2 separate regions of the Zea mays genome follow, and region 1 is linked to region 2. Evidence: chromatin contacts called from public Hi-C data. All regions are on one chromosome and are shown on one strand. The core of a region is the stretch at or near the end of the contact, and the rest is flanking DNA. Distances in the headings are between cores, read along the strand shown. Region 1 holds the start of LOC100193510 (U-box domain-containing protein 34). Region 2 holds the start of LOC103654804 (beta-galactosidase 4).

Region 1 (5,498 bases), core at 1,922-4,421, 140 kb before region 2:
CCGACAGTCACGCCCTCCACATGAAGTTGCTTTGCCTTGACGCACCCTTTGCTGTGACACCATGTGCCGCCATTGATATTCTCTTTGGAACCGCCACCGCCGAGTAGAGGCCCAAACTCGTCGTCCGCAACGCGGGGTGGTTTTTCGAGGATCAACCACCAAACCACCATGAGTATCACATCATGTGTGTGTCCCCATGTCCTAGACACGTGTCTTGCCAGTCCTCGACCGTGCCGGCAACACGACCCGCTCTGCCACGTCCTCGCGTGAGTGCGTGTCCCAGGTGTCAGCTAACATGGCTAGTCACCCTGGTGACTCCGGTCCCTCAGTTAAGTCCCAACGCTCGTTCTTCTCCGCTCCCGGTCCATCGACACGAACCTGCATGACCTTTACCTTCGTCTTAGATCGTTGTACCTGTGCTCCACACATACACACCACAAGCCAACCGACATGGTTGCACACACATAACTCACGCCCCGTTCAGTCCATGACTCGACCCGAGGCGCTACCATTAACAATCTCTCATCATAAACCCAAACCACAAGGGACAAGTCAACCTTGTATTCGCAATCCCCCCTTGATGAGTGCATTGTCAACACCACCATATGAACATATATAAGCAGAATGAAGGAATACGAAGATAAACTCACTCGAACGACCAAAAGCAAGATAGGTCATTTAGAGCAAGCAAAGCTTGGTCCCCAAAGAAATGGGCAACGACTCAACACGCCGAAGCAGAAAATGCTAGTCATCAAGAAGAGGCAAAAACAAAGCTCAACACCACTGCCCAGCAGACACAAAATCAACATAAAAGCTGAAATCAAAGGTTGTTCTTCCAGAAAGAGGCAAATGGCTCAAGACAACTAGCGAAACCTCCAAAGCTTAGAAACTCTCCCCCTCGAAGGAAACTCAACATGCTCAAAGCCTCTCCTAAAGCACCAGACAACCCCCCTTGAAAGGACTCCAGGCTTAAAAAGCTGAAAACATCAAATCTCAAATTCTCTCCCCCTTTGATGGGAGCCTGAAAGTCACAAATCTCTCCCTCTTGTTAGGGGACCGAAAATCTCAGTCTACCCCTTGTTGACAAATGGACCATCAAGCACAAACAAGAGTAGAAACAAATCCTCCCCTTGACAAGAGAACTCCCCCTAAGAAAATGCAAAAATGCAAAAGAGAGGAGAAATACAGGACCTTCAAAAGTATACCAGTCAGAGTGTAAAAATGCTCTAAGTGGTGTTGTGCTCTTTGTGCAGCAATAAATGCACGTGCTAGCAAATGCTCAAACTGATTATATACACAAGATATGTGAAGTGTAAGCATTTTGATTCAGTTTTAAACAATTCAAAAGAGAAACTCACCATTAAAGACAACACTAGGTATATAGTAAGCAGGAAATCACCAAATGTTAGTCATAGGAAAACTAGGTGAACTACCCCAAACAACGGTAACTCATCATGCTAGAATCATATTTGTGCCTCAAACTTGAGCTACAATATGTCTTCTCCCATGTTAACATGTTTATCCTTATATTTTGTCTCAAACATGATATCATCCAGTTATCACATTCTTGGTTTTAAGTTCGACACTTGTATATATAGGAAAAATCATTTCTACTCAAAGGGTGTGTAGCTACTCGTATATTTATATCTCAAGACATTATGGTAGATTTGTCATTTATTGATGGTCTGCAATCCAACATCGCTACCGAATTTTAGGCTGACAATGAGCAGACAACAATGGTGTCTAGCCAATTATAGTGTCGGTCTTTCCACCCAACAATGATAAATATTTGAAAAGCACCCTCGTGGCGATAACCGACGCAACTGAGACTCATGCAATAGATGCCATCCCCACTACCAGCCTTGTGCAGGAGCAGCTGATGCCAACAACAAACAAATGAACAAATCACACATTGAACATAGACAGTGAACAAATCTCACATCACACATTGAATCATAGACTATAAACAAAACATAGATCCATCCATCCATCCATCCACATCACAAATCGAATCACAAAAAAATGAATAAATCATAAATTGATTTACCCCATCACATATCAAATCACAGAAGACGAACACATCACATTTTCCATATCACCACTAGGGTGACCTCACTGTTGCAAAAGCTATGTAGCAGGGGCTATCGTAGACACCATGCATTAGGGCCTCACTAGGGCCATGAGACAGAATGATGCTCAAAGGATCTATGAATGGATAGTGGTGGGTCAATAACCTAATTAAAAAATCCTTCAAGATCAAAACACTACGCAAAAGGTTAGTTCAAACTATGATCCTATGCTTTATCTAGCCTAATTAACATAATACAACACAAGCCCCCTACACATGTCTATTTGTAAGAACAAGTAATTAAGCACTCAAACAAACAAGCAACTAGAACTACACCTAGCTACTAGTGAGCTAACAGAGAGAACAACTAAACTACTACTCACTAGAGCAAATCTAACATCGAAAACAAAAAATAGGAGCTAAATAGTCAAGGCTACAACATGAGAGATACACAAAGCTAGCTACAACTAGGCAATCGACAACACAAGCACAAGATAACAATTGTGTATTCGAGTGTTGAGATAGAAAAATGGCAAGTGCAATTGACATAATTTCCCCCTAGGGTTTGGTTGCTAGATGGCAACATGTGTCTCCATTGAAGTGGATCCTATAATCACCACTTCACAAAAGACAGTAGATCACCAAGGATCTCTTCAAACCATGATTAATTTCCCTGTAGTCACTCTTGACGAATCTTCCACAAGGCTAACCATAAAAGCCCTTCACAATAGCCAATGGCTAAATACATCAACAATCACCAATATTTTTTCCATGGTCTTCACAAGCACACTTTGAATAAAGCTTGCTGCTATTAATAAAGCTTGCCGATGGCTTACAAAAGGACAATACTATAGCCCATCTTGAATGACTCGGTCTACATTCCAACTCTGCCCCATCCCTATTTTGCAAGCCCACAATTTTATGAGTAAGCAGCTCCTTTTCTAAAAACTTTAAGTGGAGCAACTGTAGACTCATGTTGTAAATACTTTCAAACTATATATGCAGGCTTGCTTTTTTTAAAGGATTTTAGGGTAGAAAAAAGGTACCCTAAAAATTTAGTGTTTAGCATGATGTAACCAAATTTTATTTGGAGTTTTGATCTACAGGCATGCCAAGCGGATCCCCGCGTGCTCTCAATTTTCAAACACCCTGCAGGCCGGAGGGCTGCACCTGCGTCACCGCGTCTAGCGGAGCGGGACATCTCGCCCGCCACAGCCGCTACATCGTCCCCTACTAACGGCGGCGCGACACCCTTCAGTTTTAGACCGAAACCAATGGCCTCCGGCGGCGCACCGCCGACCGTTGCCGTCGCTGTGCGCCCCGGCGGCAGCGGCAGCCGCCTCGCCGCGCGGTGGGTGGCCGCGGGACTCCCGGGCAACGGGCGCGCCACCGCGATCACTGTCGTCCACGTCATCCCCGAGCTCTCCTACGAGCCTTCTCCGAGTAAGCTCCCCTCCACTATCTCAGCTGTTTGTTCATCGGTTCCCCATTCCGAAATGTGCGCGAGCTGACATGATCTGCCGCTGCGGCGGCGGCGCAGCGGGGGAGCGGGTGCCGATGCCGCTGGTGGGAAGGGAGCCGGCGGAGGCGTACGCGTGGGACCGGCGCGCACGCGCGGAGGAGGCGCTGCTCCCGTTCCGCCGCCTCTACTGCTGTGGCCTCGCGAACGTCACCGTGAGTGCGTCGTGCGCGCAGCAGAATACCCTAACAGACAGCTCGCATTTTAAGCGTAGCGCAGCCTGTGTTTTGGTGTGACTGGAATGGGATTTCTCCGCGCGCGCAGGTGGAGACGGTAGTGGTTGAAGGCGACGGTGTCGCGGAGGCGCTGCTGCGGTACATACGGGAGTCCGGCGTACGGAGCCTGGTGCTCGGCTCGGCGTCCTTCCGCTGGTTTCGGAGGTGAGTTTTTGTTTTTCATTTTTAAGGGTTTATATGTTTACTTGTTTAGCAATGGAAGAAATCGAGCGTTTTAGCTCAATCACCATCGTCCGTCGTTCGTCCACAAGCTCCGATCCACGGAGACACCCCTGACGGTGTCCACACGTGTTGATGCCCCTGCATTCCGCGGCAGGAGCAGGATAGGTTCCTCGAGCGTCCACTGCTGGTTCTGCTGCCGCCTCCATGGTTACCTTGTGTCCGTGTCTCCTATAGTCCTATCTTACCCGGCCGGCCTCCTCTGGCAACCTCCAACACCCTAGCCGGCGGTAGCCCCAGTGCCCCACTGCCACCGCTAGGCCGGCCTGCCGCCATGGGTCCGCTCTAAAGTCTATAGTCGTCGAGTTCAAATGAATTCCAATCCCGAATCCGAGCTCTAACTTCGTCAGTAACGGAACTGAAGAAGCTGATGAAATCTAAGAATGTCAGAAAAACACAACACCAGATAGGACAGATATATTACGGAGAGCTGGCTTATGTGCCTATATATGTAAACATGGATAAGACCAACCCTTCCAACCTTATCCCCAATCCAAACAAACCCTTACTTTTGGGTGCACTTTCTTCTAGTGCTGGCTTCCACATTTGATTTACTGTCTTTGTTCTTCTCTGTTGGTTTTAGAAATGTTTTTCTCGTTGTACAGTAACTGTATCTAACTAATTCAGAGCCTGCATGATAATTCCGCTCTGCTGTTTTTACAAATTTGTATTTAATAATTTGTCACCTCTGCTTATACCGATTGACAAAGCTATTTATATGTATATATCGTAATTTTTGCAGTAAGGCATCAATTGTCGCATTGTCCATTTTGCAGGGCGCTGAGCATCCCAGATGTCCCCGGTACTGTCATTCAAGCTACGCAAAATTCATGCAATGTATTTGTTGTGTCCAAACGGAGACTAATTATGAAACTCGCAAGATATCCTCAAACGAGTGGTGTGTTCTTCTGCCGCATATACTGCTCCTATGCCGTGTTTCATTTTTCTTGTTTAACAACCTCGTTTTGTCTTTGGGATATCAATTTTGCAGAGTCTAACAGAAACTTGAGGATCGAGTCCATTAGTCATGAAACATTTGCACTATCACACAGGAGTTTACTGTTTGACAACTTTGGTGACGATGAAGCACAATCAGATTCATTCTCCCAGTCCCACAGCTCACATAGTGCTTCCAATGTTGTTTCAAGTTCAGAAAGTTCTGAACAAGTTGCTTCAGGAAGTTCAGGAGTAAATTATGCAGCAACCGAAGGAAGTAAGAACTACGATTCTCTTAGCTCCTGGGGGGAAGATCCTTGGGTTGCCTCAAACTCCAGCGAAGAGGTCAGATATATTGTCGTCCGTGAAACTTCGAGATGCCGTTGCTTTGCTTCTAAGACATGCTAAACATGTTTTTTGTTTACGTTACAGTGCCAATCTACGGATGATGTGTCCAAACTAAGGAAGGAGCTGCAGGAAACCTTAGTAGTCTATGATAAAGCTTGTGCAAACCTTGTTA
Region 2 (5,309 bases), core at 1,686-4,185:
AGGCCCAGCCACCAGTCACTCACTGGGTGGTGTACCACAGGTAGTCCGACTTGTCCCATGTCAAGCTGAGCTGCTCGATCAGGCCATCCCTTGCAAACGCGCTGTCATCCAGCGAGTTCGTGTCCTCGCTGTAGGACTGCCAAGCGAAGCGATGCATCACCGGGCTCATCTTCGGCAGCAGAGTCGGCTCCTTCACCTACACGATCGTCGCATTTTTCTCATTAGACAGACTATACATCGCATCTGTCTTGTCCTATATAGATAGAGAACGAAAGATTCAGCCTTGAGTATTATGCTCTCGCTCACCGTCGCGGTGTTGAAGACTGCGGTTTTGCAGTCGGGCAGAATGCTGATGGACCAAGCCGGGAGGTCATAGTGACGCCCGTCAAACCTGATCCTCACAGCAGATTTAACGTGGTAGTTCGACAGGAACGCAGCACAGGCTCCATTCTTTGACTTGAAGACATATGCCTGGAAAAATCGACCGGTCCATGAATATCTGCTGGTGTTTTTTGTTCTTGCATTTGGCACAATCGCATTGCCACGTGGGGGAAATCCGTAGCGAAAGTTTAACCTTTTCGTAGTTTCCAATAGATCGTATCGTTGGATCGCCAGAAACCAACGCAGGCTCGGCCTGCTTGATAGCTCTGTGCATGTTCCTCAAGTGACCCCATTTCGGTTGCCTGAGCAGACCTGCAATGTACACCCACCCACCCCCCCAGAAATTCCAGGTGTGGACGACAGACAGGTAAAAACCACACTGTGAACTTTTCCGACAAATATCTCTTGGCAGCCGATGGGAATTCAAGTTTATCAAAGATGGCAACAACCACTGCATACCAAACTCGTCAATGGGGGCATCGTAGTCGTAGCTGGTCGCGATGAAGGGGCCACCGGCGGTGCGCCCAAAGTTCGTTCCTCCATGGTACTGCGTCGATCGATCGGATTCAGAACATGTAGATGTGGTCACAGCAGCAGCAGCGAAAACAGCATTGGTGTGACCAGCATGGCGGCGTGCTCACCATGTAGTAGTTCACGAAGGAGCCTCCTTTCTGAACGAACCGTGCCACGGCGAAGGCCAGGTCCTCCACCGGCCGGTGAGGCGCCGCGCCGCCGAACTTGGTGAACCTTTGGTGTTGGAAGATTATAAAAAGAAAAATCAGGCCATTCTCAGATACCGAAACGCGTTTTTCGGGAGATCGGCATGGCTTGGATCAAGGGGGGAATACCATCCAGTCCAGGCTTCGGTCCACATGGTCGGCTTGTGCTTGTTGTTTGGCGTGAAGTAGTCGCAGTAGAAGCCATTGCAAGTGTTGATCTGCAGTGACCGGCTTACACAGAGTAAGAACTGGAAGCTGTTAAGCTGCACATAAGAAATCCAGGTACTCGACAGTTGATCTGCACATCAGCCATTGCAGCGTGCGTGCGAGCAACCGAACATACCACGGGGTCCGGGGCGTCATCCTGCTTGCACATCACCCACGGCACGCCGGCGTTGGTCCCGACAGCCATCTGGGCCGCCCAGTGAGCGTATGGCTTGCCGCCACTGCCCACGACGGACTCCATTGGCCCGAACTCGTTCTCCACCTGCGCATAGCGCGTGGCCGGATGAAGGCTCTAAAAGTTCTGCTCCAGTTTCGAGTTGCGTTTGCAAGTTTGCACTGGAAATGTGACGGTGGTGTGGTGCACACCTGAGCCATGATGATCGGGCCTCCCTGCCACTCGAACAGCCCCTCCGACTTCATCATGGACACTATCTTCTCCACGAACTTCTGCATTGCCGCCTGCCGTTAAAAAAAATAAATAAATCAGGCACACATCACTGCCACCCCAATTGGTGCAAAGTGAAAGAATGACAAAAAAAAATTGGCCATAACCAAAAAAAAAACAATTCAAATCTCTTTGGGTGAAACTAGAACACTGGTACCTTGAATGGGCCATTGTCTGTCCTGAACCTGATGCCCGGCACATACTTGAGCCAAACTGGAAAGCCACTGAAAAAAGAACAGGTACAGACGTCGGCTACGATTTTCAGAGTCTGCAAGAGTGTTGTGTTGGTACTTGGTGGTGGTGGCCGGTACCCGAAGTTCCACTCCGCGCAGACGTAGGGGCCGACGCGGAGGTGGACGTAGAGGCCGGCCTGCCTGACGAGCTTGACGAAGCGGACGAGGTCGTAGCGGTCGGCGAAGTAGTACTGCCCCTGCGCCGGCTCGTGCCCGTTCCAGAAGACGTAGGTCTGGACGACGTCGAGGCCGCCGTCCTTGGCCTTCTGGATCAGCCCGGGCCACATCTGCATCCGGCTCGGAGAGCACGAATCGATCAGTCGAGGCGAGACTAGAGACGGCCGTGGAGGACATGGAGGGCGAGCTCGCACGAGCACGGTACCTCGGGGGCGCTTCTCGGGTAGTGGATAGAGCCGGAGATGAGGATGCGGCGGCGGCCGTTGATGACGAGGGAGCGGTGGTCGTACGAGACGGCCGCATTGGCCGCGGACGCCAAGAGGGCGGCCGCCAGGAAGACGGCGAGCAGGATGCGACTACTGCTACTGCCCCCGCCGCTGCAGGTGACAAGACTACGCGGCGCTGCGGCCATGGCGCCCGCCGCCCACCTCGCCGCTCCTCTCCTCCTGAAAGCAAAGCTCCCTCCTTGGCTGGCCTTTCTCGCTCCTGGAGCAGCAGTGGGCAGTGACCTGCCGCTTCTTTCTTGGCCGAGTGCGAGTGGAGTGGCGATGGGATGGATGGGAAGGGCGTGAGGTGGCGAGTTTTTTTATCTAGACTAGAGGAGGGCGGGCAACTGCGACGGGGGAATTTTAACCCCCGTTTGCATAATCTTGTTTGTGCCGCCGCTTTTTGGATTGGTTTGCCGCCGGCGAGGTGCCGAGCTTGGGCCGTGGAGTGTGTGCGCGCGTCCACGGGAATGGTGGAGTGTGGGGGAAGAGAGATGCTTTTTTTAAGAAAAACTTATTTTAACTATGTCAGAAACACTGGCGTATGGACACCAGTCACCTCACGTCGTATCCAGATATCACCGCACGTCCAAAGAACACGCGTTTCGAGCAACACACCCATACACGCGCGTTTCAGAAAGAGTGACGAGAGAAGTGAAGGGGAAAAAAAGAGGTGGGCCCACAGCATAGCCAAGCAGCAAGCACCTGTCCGTGTTCCCTTTTCCTTTTTTTTTGTCTTTTTTCCGTTAAAGTTTTGGACCAAAACTCTTCAAATTTGCCGTAACTGCGTGGTGCCGTGGGGGTCTATAGAATGGTAGAAGATGGAGACTGTGAGTGACAAAAAAATCCAAAAAAGTTCTAAGGAAGTTTTTTTGTGAAATATTTATGTTTATGCATAAATGGTAAATCATGTCAAATGACAAGGATGTCAGTTATATGGATGATAAAATTTGAAGAACGAGGACTTTGGTTGCTCGAGGTGCTAGTTCTGCTACTTGGAATCAGCCCTTTTGTGATCTTAAGGCTGTCCGCAGCCACGGACGGTAAACACAACTCTAAAGGTATAGAGTCAACAAATGTGCTGCAGCGGGGAAACTTCAGCCCGACGCTAAATGCAACAGTAGCTGGGAAAACTCTAAATCTAGCGCACTCTTCCGCCCAACTCTATAGTCTCTCTCATCTTCTTTGCATGGCACAACGTACACAGTGGTAGGCAGGCGCGGTGGAGGTGGGCCCGGGCACAGTGGCAGGCGCGGTGGGGGCTGGGAGGGGATAGAATAGTGTGGGGTATGGGGTAGATATATAGAGTAATTGTGACCGCGGAGAATTGTTGAATAGAGTAGAGAATCTCGCTGACCAGGATGAAATATTCCTTTTAGAGTAGAAATTTAGGGTTTCATGAGTGCGGATAGCCTTAAAACCTTAGCATGCTTTCTGTTTAGGGTTATATTTGGTAGCTTAGTATTTTTAACGTTTCAAGAGAAAACCATTGTATTTATAGTTGTTTGGAGTTTGGCTTGTTTCTTTGTACGTTTGCAACCCAACATTGTCACTTTGTGATGCGACACTCTTAGTTTAACTCCAATAGGGATATGCAAAAAATGGGAATCTAAATATATGTTTGGGTTACGCAGTCAGCCGAAAGACGAGACTCAAATGTTATCGTGTCCAACCAGACACCCAAATCTATATAATGATACTTTCCACATTACATTTAAAATGAGTATAGAGTATAGGTAACTTTGTTGGAGATGCTACAGTATTATTTAGATATCTATAATGGACTTAGGAGCCCTGATAGGTACTCCGTTAGAATCAGCTTTGGCTTTCTGTATATAAAGCTTGAGTTTACCTCAGTCAAACAAAAGTATTGAGAGCTCTAAGAAATAATATTTATTTTGAAGGTTGCATTTGCTTTGCTTGTGCTACCAAAATGAATTAGGAGTCGATGAAGCTATTATTTTTCATTTAATTCAATTTCTTCACGCATTGTAGCAACAAGTTTGGGTTGTCTGAAGCTTAAGCTTTTTGAGTAAAAATGGTTGATGCATGCAATTTAATATTGTCAAAATGAATTAGAAGTTTGGGTTGCCTGAAGGTATGTCAATTAGGACACCCTCAATAATATAAGCTATTTAGTAGTTCTAAGACATTTTTTTAATGGCGTTGTCGGTGTTTTGGGTCCGACCGCACACCCGGGGATGCCCCTCAAGGTGTTTTTAGGAGTAGGACGGTGTCGATGACTGTAGCAAAATGGTTCGTGCCAGATGCACGAGGGACAGTGGACAATGTTTGCAGGTTCGGGCCGCTTAGAGACGCGTAACACCCTACGTCCTGGTGAGTATGCTTGGTGGACAAGGTTACAAGAGAACTCTCTGAATTGAGAATGCAGAGAATTGAGGTGGGTGGCTAAGTAATAGGGTCGATCGATCTGAAGGGGTGCCCCCTAGGCCTTATATACTCGACCGTGGGGCAATACATGTGGATATGATAACAATGTGTAGCTAAAATATAGTGAACTGCTTGAGTTTATCTCCTTGTAGTTCTGCCGACTTATCCTCGCATGGCTCCGTTGCATGGGGGCTCCAACGCGGGAAAGTCGGATCTCCGTTGTGGTCACTCGCTCGACGTTGCGGGTCGTCCGGGTTTGCACCAATCCGGCCTCATGTCGATCTGCTTTGCTGGTTGTCTCTCCCCAGGCCCACGAAAGAATGACCTTACGATTTATTGGGCCCTTGGGCCTTTCGTGAGGTCTTTTACTCTTTTAGTGGACCCGGGGGATATCTATCCCCCACAAGCCCCCGATCTTTGGGTTAATTTAGAGGTAATCAGCCCAAAGATCCCAGGTCCAGCTTGCAGGTGA

The links. A called contact is a pair of places that touch in the nucleus more often than the background predicts.
Region 1: a contact with region 2 is called in a Hi-C map of ear, with 3 times the contacts expected there. The contact joins the promoter of LOC100193510 here to the promoter of LOC103654804 in region 2. A contact is called at or near these places in 4 of 25 Hi-C or Micro-C datasets (ear, tassel and an unstated tissue) and 1 of 3 datasets of contacts at active chromatin or transcription factors (leaf).

The regions. Positions count from the first base shown.
Region 1 is chr4:238,911,318-238,916,815 of Zm-B73-REFERENCE-NAM-5.0, reverse strand. It overlaps LOC100193510 (U-box domain-containing protein 34), which reads left to right and starts at 3,171. Exons shown (of 9, transcript NM_001309882.1): 1 at 3,171-3,511; 2 at 3,609-3,742; 3 at 3,852-3,967; 4 at 4,819-4,940; 5 at 5,034-5,323; 6 at 5,411-5,498. The coding sequence starts at 3,343.
Region 2 is chr4:238,771,696-238,777,004 of Zm-B73-REFERENCE-NAM-5.0, reverse strand. LOC103654804 (beta-galactosidase 4) reads right to left here and starts at 2,935. Exons shown (of 16, transcript XM_008681616.4): 1 at 2,386-2,935; 2 at 2,082-2,290; 3 at 1,928-1,994; 4 at 1,692-1,784; 5 at 1,444-1,587; 6 at 1,230-1,318; 7 at 1,023-1,128; 8 at 841-928; 9 at 575-693; 10 at 307-471; 11 at 24-196. The coding sequence starts at 2,592.